2 separate regions of the Hordeum vulgare genome follow, and region 2 is linked to region 1. A link is a contact called in public Hi-C data. All regions are on one chromosome and are shown on one strand. The core of a region is the stretch at or near the end of the contact, and the rest is flanking DNA. Distances in the headings are between cores, read along the strand shown.

Region 1 (6,079 bases), core at 1,812-4,311:
ACCCACTATTGATCAGTCTTGTTGCTGGCGGGGCCCGCCGGCTGCAAGGTCCCATCAGACTATGGGACCCGTCGGCTGACCTATGGGATTAGTGGGTGCTCCCCATGCAGGGTGCGTGTGGTACGGTGGCCGTCGTCTTGCGGGATCCGGCGCCGGTCAGCGGTACGGCCGCCTCCACTGTAGCCACGCCGGGCCAGGTAATGGAGTGGGTGGTGGCATGTGTGTACTGTACACGGTTGACTCGTCGTAGCCGGCACCGGTCAGCGGTATGGCCGCCACCACTCTAGCCATGCGTATTCCTCTCCATCGTACCTGAGCTGAGGTACTTTCGCCTTTAATCGAGGGCCTCCATCACATCATAGGGACTGATGTGATGGGTGCTCCCCAGTCGGCTGGCGGCTAGCCATCCGGCCAGAGGGTAGACGACGACACTCATAGCCGGCACGGGTTGTGCAGCCGGCTAGGAGGAGCCGACAACTGAGGAGGCTTTCGCCCCACTCTATACCGAATTGTGGAGTCGACTCGGTGAGCCTACCCCGGGGTTATCCCCCCGTCAAGATTCATCATTCTTACTAGGAAGGTAGGATTGTCCTTATTTATTTAAACTATAAAAACTCTTTTAAATAAAGTTCAACATAGGACAAATAAGGGAAACGAGAAAAGGCCTCAAAATCCCCCCAAGCTTATCATGCTAAGTCGGTTGGATTCATTTAGTCTCCTTTTTATTAATACCGGTGTTCTTTGATGGAGATGAAGCCGTGACACCGATGAGGGCGTCGATCATGAGCTTATTGGCAACATCTAACTCCATGACGCGAGAACGGTACATGCGTAGAGTGGCATCCTGGTTGGCAACAATCTTCAAGATTGTGTCAAGAGCCTCACGAGTCTTGACAGCCAAGGCCACGTCCTTCTCCCTAATCATTCATAACCTTAGTCTCAACTTCAAAATTATCAACTTGTACCTGGGTGGAGTTGGTGGCACCGGGGCGGTGATACGCCTCTTTCGAGGAGGTCCAACCTGCATTCACGCGTCGATGGTGTGCATCCCACGCGCCCTTCAATCAATCTCATTGAATTCCCCCAAGGTATCATGGGTAGTTGATACGTCTCCAACGTATCTATAATTTTTGATTGTTCCATGTCATTATATTATCATTCTTGGATACTTCAGATGCATTTATATGTTGTTTTGTATCATTTTCAGGAACTAACATATTAACCAAGTGCCAAATGCAATTGTTGCTTTCTGCGTGTTTTTGGCTTTTCAGTAAATCAATACCAAACGAAGACCAAATGCAACAAAAAATTTTAATGATTTTTTCTCAACAAGAGTAATACTTGGAAACTTTAGAGGTAGGCCGTAGGCCTCACGAGCCGGTGCCAAGCCAACAGGACGCACCCGAGGGGGTAGGCGTGCCCTGATGGCTTGGGACCATCCCCTGACGCCTCCTGACCTAACCCCGTCTCTTTAAATCTTTTAAAATCGGGAAAACACCAGAGAAATACCTGAAACATTTTTTTCACCGCCGCAAGCCCGCAAGTCTCTGTTCCACCATGATTCCATCTGGAGCCCCGTTCCGGTGTCGTGTCTGAGGGGGGTCGATAACGGAGGGCCTCTACATCAACCTTGATGCTCCCATGGTAATGTGTGAGTAGTCTATCACAGACCTACAGGTTAATAGCTAGTACCTAGATGTCTATCTCTCTCTCTTTCTCTATGATCTTCAATACAAAGTTCACCGTGATTCCCGCGGTGAACTATTCGATGTAATATTCTTTGCGGTGTGTTTGTTGGGATTCGATGAATTTTGGGTTTACGATTAGATTATTCACAAAAACATATTAATTCTTTGCTATTTTCTTATATGCATGATTATGATAGCATCGTATTTTTCTCTGATCTATCGGTTTGGTTTGTCCAACTAGATTAATTTATGTTCAGTGAGAGTGGTGCATTGTGATGGGTGATGGGTTCGATCTTGCCTTGCTCAAACCCAGTACAGAAGGGGACATGACACATATTTGTATTGCTTCCATAAAGGATAAAAATATAGGGTTTATTCATATTAGTTGAATTTACTTTGTCTACGTCTTGTCATCTTGCTCCAAGCATTACTCTGTTTCATACTTAATACTCTATATGCATGCTCGATAGCGGCCGACGAACGGATTAATAGTAGTAGATGCGGCCATGCAGGTAGGAGTCAGTCTACTTGCTTATGGACATGATGCCTACATATATATGATCATTGTCACGAATAAATATTTCATAACTATGCGCTTTCTATTAGCTGCCCAAGAGTAACTTATTTACCCATCTATGCTTTCTTTAAGAGAGAAGGCTCTAGCGAAAACTACGATCCCGAAGTCTTCATAAAATATGTTACTAAAACTCTAAAAGTATTGCTACCATTTATCTTCTGTTATTTTATTTTATATTTACATTATATATCCAACACTGCTTTATCTTTGCAAGTAACGAGTAAAATAAAGGAAAAAAGAAAGAAAAACAACAGAAAAATCAGAGGAAGAAGAAAAACATTGGGAAAGATGAGGAGCTGGCGTGCATGGAGAGGGGGGAGGTTACGCGCTAGGTCGCTACACGTGTATAGGACGGCCGAGAAAATTTGTCCAGACACAACTATAAAAACGAAAATACACCTATGTCTCGTGCGGGGCTCTACTTGGCAATCCCCATGCCCCATGGCGCAGACCAATTGAAGCATCAAATACAGGCTTATTAATAAAAGAAATAAAAGGTTAACACTGGAATTTAGAAATATGTTCTAATTTTTCAAAGATTGTTCGTATTTCCTATAAAACATTATATTTTTTAAAAAAGTTCACAATTTTAGAAAACGTTCACTTTTCAAAGAATAATCACCTCAAAATTTCAGAAAATCTTTAAATTTATAGTTCTTCATAGTTCTTAACTTTTTGTGCTTCTTTCTGGAAACCATAGATACAGTGGCTAGGCATCTGCTCCTCAGAGTGCACTGCTTTTTAAGTGTTCTCGCTACAAATACTGATCGTTGCTGGCCTGGCCCAGTTGGCTGCCCGCTATTCGCGTCCCACTGCTGTATGGGAGCTCCTACCTGTCGCTTGTGGGATGTCCTATATGCGGGAGCAACAGTTATCGAACCCTCCCTCTGAAGCCTCCCGGCAAGCGCTTCCGCACATCGTTATTTGACGCATTTTCAGTCGTTGTCACGAATCGCTTTGAGTGTTCCCTTTGTATTTTTGTCTTTTTATTTCTATTTTTTCTATGTATTTTTTGTTTTTTAGAGTGGTTTTCCCAGTTTTTTCGTAGGATCATGCCTTTCGAAAAGTGAAAAAACATGTTTTCTGCTCACTCTTTTTTCGCGAGAGACATGATTTTGCTTTCGCGAAAAAAACATGTTTCTTTTTTTTCGCGAGAGACACGGTTTTGCTTCCGCGATAGACAAGATTTTGCTATCACGAGAGTAACGTAAAGAAAAAAATGTATTCCTGCTCTTTTTTTTTCGCGAGAGGCACGGTTTGCTTCCACGAGAGGCACGGTTTACTTCCACGAAAGGCACGGTATTGCCTCTTGAAAAAAAAGGCGTTTTCTCCTTTCTTTTTTTTCACGAGAGGCACGATTTTGCTTCCACAAAAGGCACGATTTTGCTATCGCGAGAGTCACCTGCCTTTCGGAAAGCGAAAAAACTACGTTTTCTAATTTTTTTCCCGCGAGAGTCACGGTTTTGCTTCCGCAAGAGAGGCATGTCCGTGTATCTTGGAATGGGAAAAAAGGCCCGTTTTTCTCCGATTTTCGGTGAAAAATGTCTGTCAAAATCTATCAAAGTGGGATCTAGTTTTGAACATCTTAACGCGAGAAACCCAACGATGAAAACAATTCAAGATTTGAATACACAATTTAGGAGAAAAACGTTTTAAAAATACGGATCTACAAAAAAAGAAAAATTCCCAGGTTGCGACAAGTAGCACGCATGTAGTACGCCACTTATCGCAATTTGAGGCGATGGGAGTAATCATTGAAAGGTGTACTCGCTAACTAGATATTTCACCTATATGCCGTATTTTGCAGCAGATCGACAAAGTCGCGCCTGGGCCGGCCCACACGGGAAAAAACAATGGGTCCATAACCAGTCGATCTGGTTAACTTTCCTGTTCAAAGTGGAATACAAACTCTTTAGAACCAAAAATAACTGCAGTTCCATGAAAATTTTAAATACTTTTTCTTTTCTTTTTCTTTTTTTCAAACATTTCATGAAAATTCTGCATATTTTTTTAATAATTCTAATTTTAAAAATGCAAACAAGTTTTTGGGAGAATTCTAACTAATATTAAATTCTAAAATGGGATGAATTTATGAATTTTACAAAAAATTGAAAAAACAAGAATATTTATTAAATTCGAAAAAATTAATAAGCACGAAGAAATTTTAAATATGTGAAACGAAAACTATAATATATTTGGAACAATTCGTAATTACAAATTCCTAAAATTGAATCAGCGAACATATTTTGAAAAAGAGGAACCTTTTCATAACATTTTCTAAATGTATACAAATACTCGATTTTTTGGAAAAATATGAACATTTTCGCAAAATGTGTACAATTTTCAGATTTTTCAAACAATTTTTGAATATGTTTAACAATTTTTTATAAGACGAACATTTTTTGAATTTATAGAAAAGAATTTTGAAACAGGGAACAATTCTAAAAAGTCCCAAACAAATTTGAAAGCGCGAAGAAATTTTTAAAACACAGACATTTTTTGAATATTGAGAATTATTTTCGAAACCGATAACAAATTTAGAAGCGCGAACACATTTGTAAAACACGAACTTTTTTGAATTTTGAGAAATATTTTGAAAAAAACGTGAACAAATTTAGAAGCATGAACAGTGTTTTAAAACACAAACAGTTTTTGAATCTTGAGAACAAAATTATAAAAAGGCGAACAAATTTTTTTTTAAAAGCCAAACTAATTTAAAAGCACGGACTTTTTTGAACTTTGAGAAAACAATTGAAACCGAAAACAATTTTCAAAAATCGTGAAGAAGTTTGGAAGTGCGAATAAGTTTTTAAAAAACAAACATTTTTTAAATCTTAAGGAGAAATTTTAAAACTGAAAAAAATTTGGAAGCGTGAACAAAATTTTAAAGCACGATATATTTTAAATTTTGTGAACACTTTTTAAAACAGAAACAACAAAGAAAAAACAGAAAATAATAAAGAAAGATGAAAAAGGAAAAAAACTGGTTTAAGGAGCCTTGTAAAAGGTTCTTAAAACCAGAAAAAAGCGACTGCCACGTCTATAAGGTTCCCAAAACCGGACACTACAGCCCCGCTAACTGGCCAGCCCGATACCCCGCCAGCTGTGTACAAAACTTCAACACCGCTCCGCACAGGGGCACGTACCAACTGGGCCAGCCCAGGTTCTTTTTCTGTTTCAAACAAATTCAATAGTTTTTTTTTCTGCTTATTCCCTTTCTTTTTTCTTTTTTGGTTCGTTTTTATTTCTTTTTTACTTTTCTTGTAGTGGTTGAAGAAGTAAAAAATCGGATTTGAAGAACATTTTTTAAAAACATGAACGAAGTTTAAATTTGGAATTTTTTAAAAAAGAAAAACAATCAAGATTTAAGAAACCATTAATGCACAGAAAAGAACAGTTCATGAAATTCCTAAAAAGTATTTTATAAAACAAATTATGGAAAAAATATAATTTATTGAATTCGTGGAAAACTTAGAAAAACAGGAACATTTTTTGAAATGGTGAACATTTTTCAAAACATGAACAAAATTTTAAAACGTTGGATAATTTTTCAAGATGTGAACAAAATCCAGAAACTTAAAATGTGAACAATTTTTTCAAAATCCAGAACTTATTTGAAAATTTATGAACAGATTGTGAAACTTTAATAAAATTCAAATTTGCGAACAAAATTATAAAACTATGAACATTTGTTGAATCTGCGAACAAATTTTGAACATGGAGATAGTTTTTATTTTTTCTGAAAATTTGAGACAGGAACAATTTTCAAATCCGTGAATAAAATTATAAAAATTGTGAACATTTTTCATTAAAC
Region 2 (6,079 bases), core at 1,923-4,422, 76 kb before region 1:
GATAGTAGCTCTTTAGAAATAAAACATATGGAATAGGTGTGCATCGCCTTAGGGAGAATGCTAAGTAGGTCGGTCCAGTACCATTAATTCAACATTTCATTTCATCTTTATTTAATTTTCTTTTGTTCTTTTGTTTATATTTTAAGACATTCTATATACATATACTCCAAAAAGAGTTTAGTTAATTTACTTTCATTTTATAAATGTTCACTGTGAATATGCGAAATGGTAACACGCTGCAATACATAGTATTTTTTTAAAATAATTACATGTATACGAAATATGTATGTTATATTTTTAAAACTGTTCAAAAATGGTCTTGCAATTTATAGTTTTTGTATCATTTAAAAACTTTCTAACTGTATTAAAAAAATAATGTAATTTAAAAAGGTCAATAATGTATTTATAACTCGTTAAACATGTATTTTTTTTAGATATATACCAAAAAGCTCAACTTGTATTAAAAAATGTTCACATGTTTCTTAATTTTTTTTATTTTTTTTCCAAAACATATGAAAAACAATCCTATAAAAATTTCATACATCTTGAAAGTTTATTTTAATTCAGAAGATTTTTAAAATACACGATGTACCTTTTTCAAATACTTATTTTCAACATTTTTTAGAATTCATGTTAAACAATTTGCTTACATGTTGAACTTTTGCAAAGGCATGGAACATTTTCTGAAATATATACACGTTTAGAAAAACATATTTAATGTCTTGGACATTTTTCCAAAACACATGAATAATTCCTTAAGATGCCACTCACATTTATTTTGAATTACATTTATTTCTTATACTCCACGAATATTCATTTATTTTGTTGAATTTTATTGATAACAATTTTGTAAGGTGTTAAGATTTTGGAATCCCCTCACATTTTTGTAATGTGTTAAGATTTTGGAATGCCCCTCACATTTTTGACTGCGTGATGAATGTTTTTTAAATTACATAAAATAGTTTGTTCAATTTTAAAAATTAGAACTAAAAGTAATACAATATAATAAAAACCATGTGTCGGGGATTTGCGTAAACTGTTATATCTTGCTCAATGTCAACAGTTACGAGCGATTAGTACATTTTCCAAATACGCGCTGTAATATTTTCATCTACTTCTGTTGAACATTTTTTGGTTTACATGTTAATTATTTTAATAGGATGAATTTTTTTTCTTATATTATACAATCAGTTTTCAAATATTCAAAAACAATAAATATCTCGGAATATTTTCAGAACACATGAATATTTCCTTAAGATTCCGATGACATTTATTTTGAATGGGATTTATTTTTTTATCCTCCAGGAATATATATTTAGTTCGTACAATTTGAGAATCACTTTTTATGGAAGGTAATAAATAATTAGTTTTGCACTATGCAATTTGTTTTTGGAAATTACACAATTGTTTTTAGTGTGTTAACGTTTTGAATTATGTAAGCATGTGGTTTGCATTCAATAAAAGTTATTTGACCGCATGATGCATTTCCTCGATATTAAATAAAATAATTTGTTCTATTTTATAAATTATAAAGAAAAGCAATACAAGAAGTAAAAGAATCATGTCTTGGAGTTTCGCGCCAAGTATATTTGGTGGTAGAAACTCTCGCTGTAGGGGTCAACAGTACCGGGCTGGTCCATTCCAGCACGGGGGAAGTGGACCCGAACTCTGATTTACTCGAGAGATTTCAACATTTTTCAAATACATGATGTACGTTTTTCAAATATCTGTCTTACTTTTTTCGGAATACATGTTAAACAGTTAAATTACTCGTTGAACTGTTTAATGGCATGGAACATTTTGAAAATTATACAAACATTTTTTAAGTTTCATAAAGAAATAATAAATGTCTTAGACATTTGTCATAAAACATGAATATTTCCTGAAGATGTCAGCACATTTATTTTGAATGACACTTTTTTTATAATATACTAATAGATATTTAATTTGTATAATTTGATAATCATATTTTAGGGAATGATATAAATAATTCTTTTTTGACTATGCAAACTTTTTTTAAGCTGCACGATTTTTTTAATGCGTTAACATTTCGAAATGTCCCTTGCATTTTGTAAATGATATCAATATTTTTATTGAATTACGTAAATATTTTTTTACATTGTATTTTTTTACTGCATGATAAATATTTTTTAACTTAAAGAAAATTGTTTATTCCATTTTAGAAATTAGCATAACACTAGAGTCTTCCGTCACAAGAGTGATTCGCCTCCGGTCCACCTTGTTCTATTATTGTCAAAGCCAAGCTCTGGGTTATTGCGGGTGCTAAGAAACTAGGGTGTATTGTTGTGCGAGATTAGTTGTCATGCCGATAATGTGGGTCTTTTATAAGACTCTTAAACTCTTCTCTCTTGTATAAAGAATAAGGAAAAACTCTTGCCTCTTTTTCAAAAATAAATAAGTAAATAAAAGCAATACAAGAAATTTAAAAAAAAACATGTGTGGGAGATTCGCGGCGACTATATCTCGAGTTATACTAGATGGTAGATTCCCGGCGGCCCATTGATGCACGAGGGGAGTGCTTCCCAACGCTGATTCACTGTATATGTCGAATTTCTTTAATAGTGATCAACATTATTGTATACACGTTCAACATTGTATGAAGGCTTATTCAACATTTTTAAATACTGGTTCAACATTTTAATGCTTTTTAAGAGAGTAAAATACATGGTCAGATTTTTTTTCAAATACTTGTTTAATTTTTTTAATAACTATTCAACATTTTCAAATAATTGTTCAATATATGTAATGCTTATTCGAAATTTTCAAATACTTATTCAGTAATTTTCAAATACTTATTCAGTAATTTTCAAATACTCTTTCAACAATTTTCAATACATATTGAACATTTTCCAGATGCTTGTTCAATAATGTTAATATTTACTCAAAATTTTCAAACACCTGCCTAATTTTTTTGAATTACTTGTTCAGAATATTTAATATTTATTCAACATTTTCCAGATATGTTTTTGCAAGTTTTGTTTGCCTATATACGTAGAACATTTTAATGTATAAATAAAAGTACAAAAATAAACCAAATAACAAGAACAGAAAACAGAAAAAAAAACAAGTCGTGGCCTCCCACACTTATGGGCCCGTCCATCTGGGCTACCCATGACCGGAGGCTTCTCCCTGTTCTCGCTTAAAGCGAGACATAGGATGCCCTTAGAGAGTAGCGCTCCTATTGTGCTGGGCAGGCCCGTATATGGATTCCTTAGTCGAGAGCTTTTCTTTGGTCACTAAGCGACATAGGTATCTGCCAAACTCCGCTCTTCGGTTTATGCCTCCATCTTAGAGATCTCATATTGCGTCGGTTATCACGCTGGCGCCCACATGCTACAAAGTGTGAGCTGGTCAAATCAGTTAGCCATTCTCTCACTCAGCCGGTCGCCCCTTTGTTGGCTTAGTTGGACCGGTCAACCATTGACTTAGTTCATCATTGACCGTTGTCTAGTTGACCATTTCATAGTAGATAGTTGAAAAGTGAAAATCATAAATTTTAAAAAATGTACATTGTATAAATATGAAAAAACACACACAATTTGGGGAAAAATAACCAATTCAGAAAAAACAATTTTTTTTGCAAAAAGGTGCTTTAAGTTGATCTGTTCGTGTTGAGTAGTCCTCGTTGTGCACATCCGCGGCCGATGACCCCAGTTTCTATGCGCGGCCAAGTGCATGTTCTCGTCCCGACCGCGAGGCCGAGCATGACATTTCTGCTTTGTTCTACCTTCTACTTGCGACTTCTCATGACCCGAAAGTCTTTGCGTGTGAAAAACCCTATTTGACGCTTTTTGTATCAAAGGATCGACCAAAAGCACATGCACGCGATCAACTGGGTTGGCCCACCTTCGGCTGTACTTATGGCTTGCGGTTTTGATTTTGGGAAACTTCCAGGAAATTGCTCATGGGTTTTATAGGTTTTAGGAACCTTTTAGATGGTTCCTGAACAGGTTTACTTTTATTTTATATTTATTTTTCTTTTCTTTTTTACTTGCATTTAAAAAATATATCCAATTTTGCTTGCGTTTCCAAATTTTGTTCAGTATTTTCAAAAACATTCTGAAGTTTTAAAAATCGTTTGTGTTATAAGTTTTCGCAAGTTTTAGGAACATGTTTCTATTTAAAAAAACACAAGTGTAATCATTTGGAATTTCAATTTTTTCTCAGATTCGAAATTTTGTTCTACATTTGAAAAGTTGTACCCATTTTCATTTTTTTACCAAATTCTAAATATTTAAATTTACAAAAAGTAGATTCTGGAATTTGAATTTTTTTTATATTTTTACGTAAAATGTTTTTACACGTGTCCCATCTTCTATTGTAGTCACTCTTTGTATTTGTCAAAACTTTTATATATTATTTGAAAGTATTTCCATAAAAAATCATAAAAGGGTATAAACATAAAAATGGAAATGAATAAGAAATTAGGTAATAAAACTAGGAAATGAAGAAAAACAAAACAGAACAAATAAAACCAAAAGAAATTGTAAGAACTGGAAACAAAGAAACTTAAAAGGAAATGTGAATATGCATGCTTGCGTGGGCGGTAGGATCTTGTTGCATGCAGTAAATGACATGTTTTTTGTTGAAACCGAGGCAAAAGACTTGCCTCATTCTAACCGAAGCAGTAAGCGGCATATGAAAGCACTAGCAGCACCTGCAGTTTCCGCGGCATCTCGCCTACCAAGTATTGCTCGGTAATTTCGTCTTATTTTCTACTCCTTCCGTTTTAAAATATAAGACCTTTTAGAGATTTCACTAGAAGACTACATACGGAACAAAATGATTGAATCTATACTCTAAAATATGTCCATGTACATTCGTATGTAGTATATAGTGCAATCTCTAAAAGGTCTTATATTTAGGAACGGGTGGAGTACAAAAAGTTGAACTACACTGCAGTAGGAATGTGTTTAGCCGTGGTATCTGCACTGTCAGTGAAGTACTCTCTCCGTTCTAAAATAAATAACTCAATTTTATACTAACTTTAATACTAAGTTAATATAAAATTAAATCATTTATTTTGAAACGGAAGGAGTAGATACTATCAGTATGCCGATGCTTTGTTGTTAATTGCATGATCTACTCTTCAGGAAAGTGTAGGAATATGCTGAGCCTCATAAGTTTTCTCTAAGGATAGCCTCACATGCTGTAGCCAAAACAGAACGTCTTTCGTGCTGACCATGGTCAGGCTGTTTTCCCTTCTTCCTTTTCCTGAATAATACTAGTACAAGTTAAGCAGCCCAACTTATTGAGTACCAAAACTTGATAGGGATAGAGAAGTACTCCCTCCGTTTCATAATATAAGAGCATTTTTTACATAAATGGAACGGAGGAAATAGTTGTGATGCCAACAGTTAATGGACACGATACACTGAAAAAGATGAACCGTCAGTGTCAATGTTTTTATTCGAAGGCAAAGACCACCCCCTCAGGGGAATGTCTTCTTCGAAGACTTTTTTTTTGTCGATGTTCCAACCCGGTTCATCACGCCATCGGCTGATTCGAGTCCATTTGGCCCGTCTGAAATTGATTCAGTAGTTGGCCCCTCCGAGGCTCATCTCTGCTCTTTTCAACTGCCTTTGCATCATTAAGATATGATGAAGCCACCCAACCATATGGGCAGCTCTTTGATTATTCGTTTCCCCCCATTCGCTATTCTCCAGCTGGGCATTATGTCTTTCTTTCCTCTCCGTATGTGCCTTTTTCTGTAGCCTTCTGTCTCGGATTGCACGGCGGCTTTAGCTAAAGGCCACGGCCATCCTAGCAGCCACCTGATATGCATGTGTTTAATATTTCTAGTTAGATCCCTCTGTTAAATCTGCATCAGCCGTACTTGTGGAGCATCGTGCAGTGCAAAATGATTTGTCTATCTCATGTTTTTGGCGCTCTTCTGTTGTGTTCCTTATTCCCTTCGTTCCATAAGGTAAGACATTTTTTATTCTAGTATTGTGTCAAAAAACGTTTTACACCATGGAACAAAGGGAGTATTAGATACTCGATTAAAATTTCTACATTATTTTCACATTACATATAGGGGCTTTCATACCCGTTGCAG

The links. Hi-C and Micro-C count contacts between places; a contact is called where the count stands out from the background.
Region 2: a Hi-C map of seedling shows a contact between it and region 1, with 7 times the contacts expected there. The contact joins two enhancer-like sites. A contact is called at or near these places in 3 of 6 Hi-C or Micro-C datasets (leaf and seedling).

What each region holds. Positions count from the first base shown.
Region 1 is chr1H:438,773,698-438,779,776 of MorexV3_pseudomolecules_assembly, reverse strand. No RefSeq gene overlaps it. Among protein-coding and RNA genes, the nearest start is that of LOC123413129, 28 kb to the right of the region's middle. Within about 2 kb of position 3,061, at least 2 of the 3 cell types and tissues checked have open chromatin away from gene starts, as enhancers often do. A contact at or near this core is called in seedling, where this site is marked.
Region 2 is chr1H:438,850,119-438,856,197 of MorexV3_pseudomolecules_assembly, reverse strand. No RefSeq gene overlaps it. Among protein-coding and RNA genes, the nearest start is that of LOC123443389, 31 kb to the right of the region's middle. Within about 2 kb of position 3,172, at least 3 of the 3 cell types and tissues checked have open chromatin away from gene starts, as enhancers often do. A contact at or near this core is called in seedling, where this site is marked.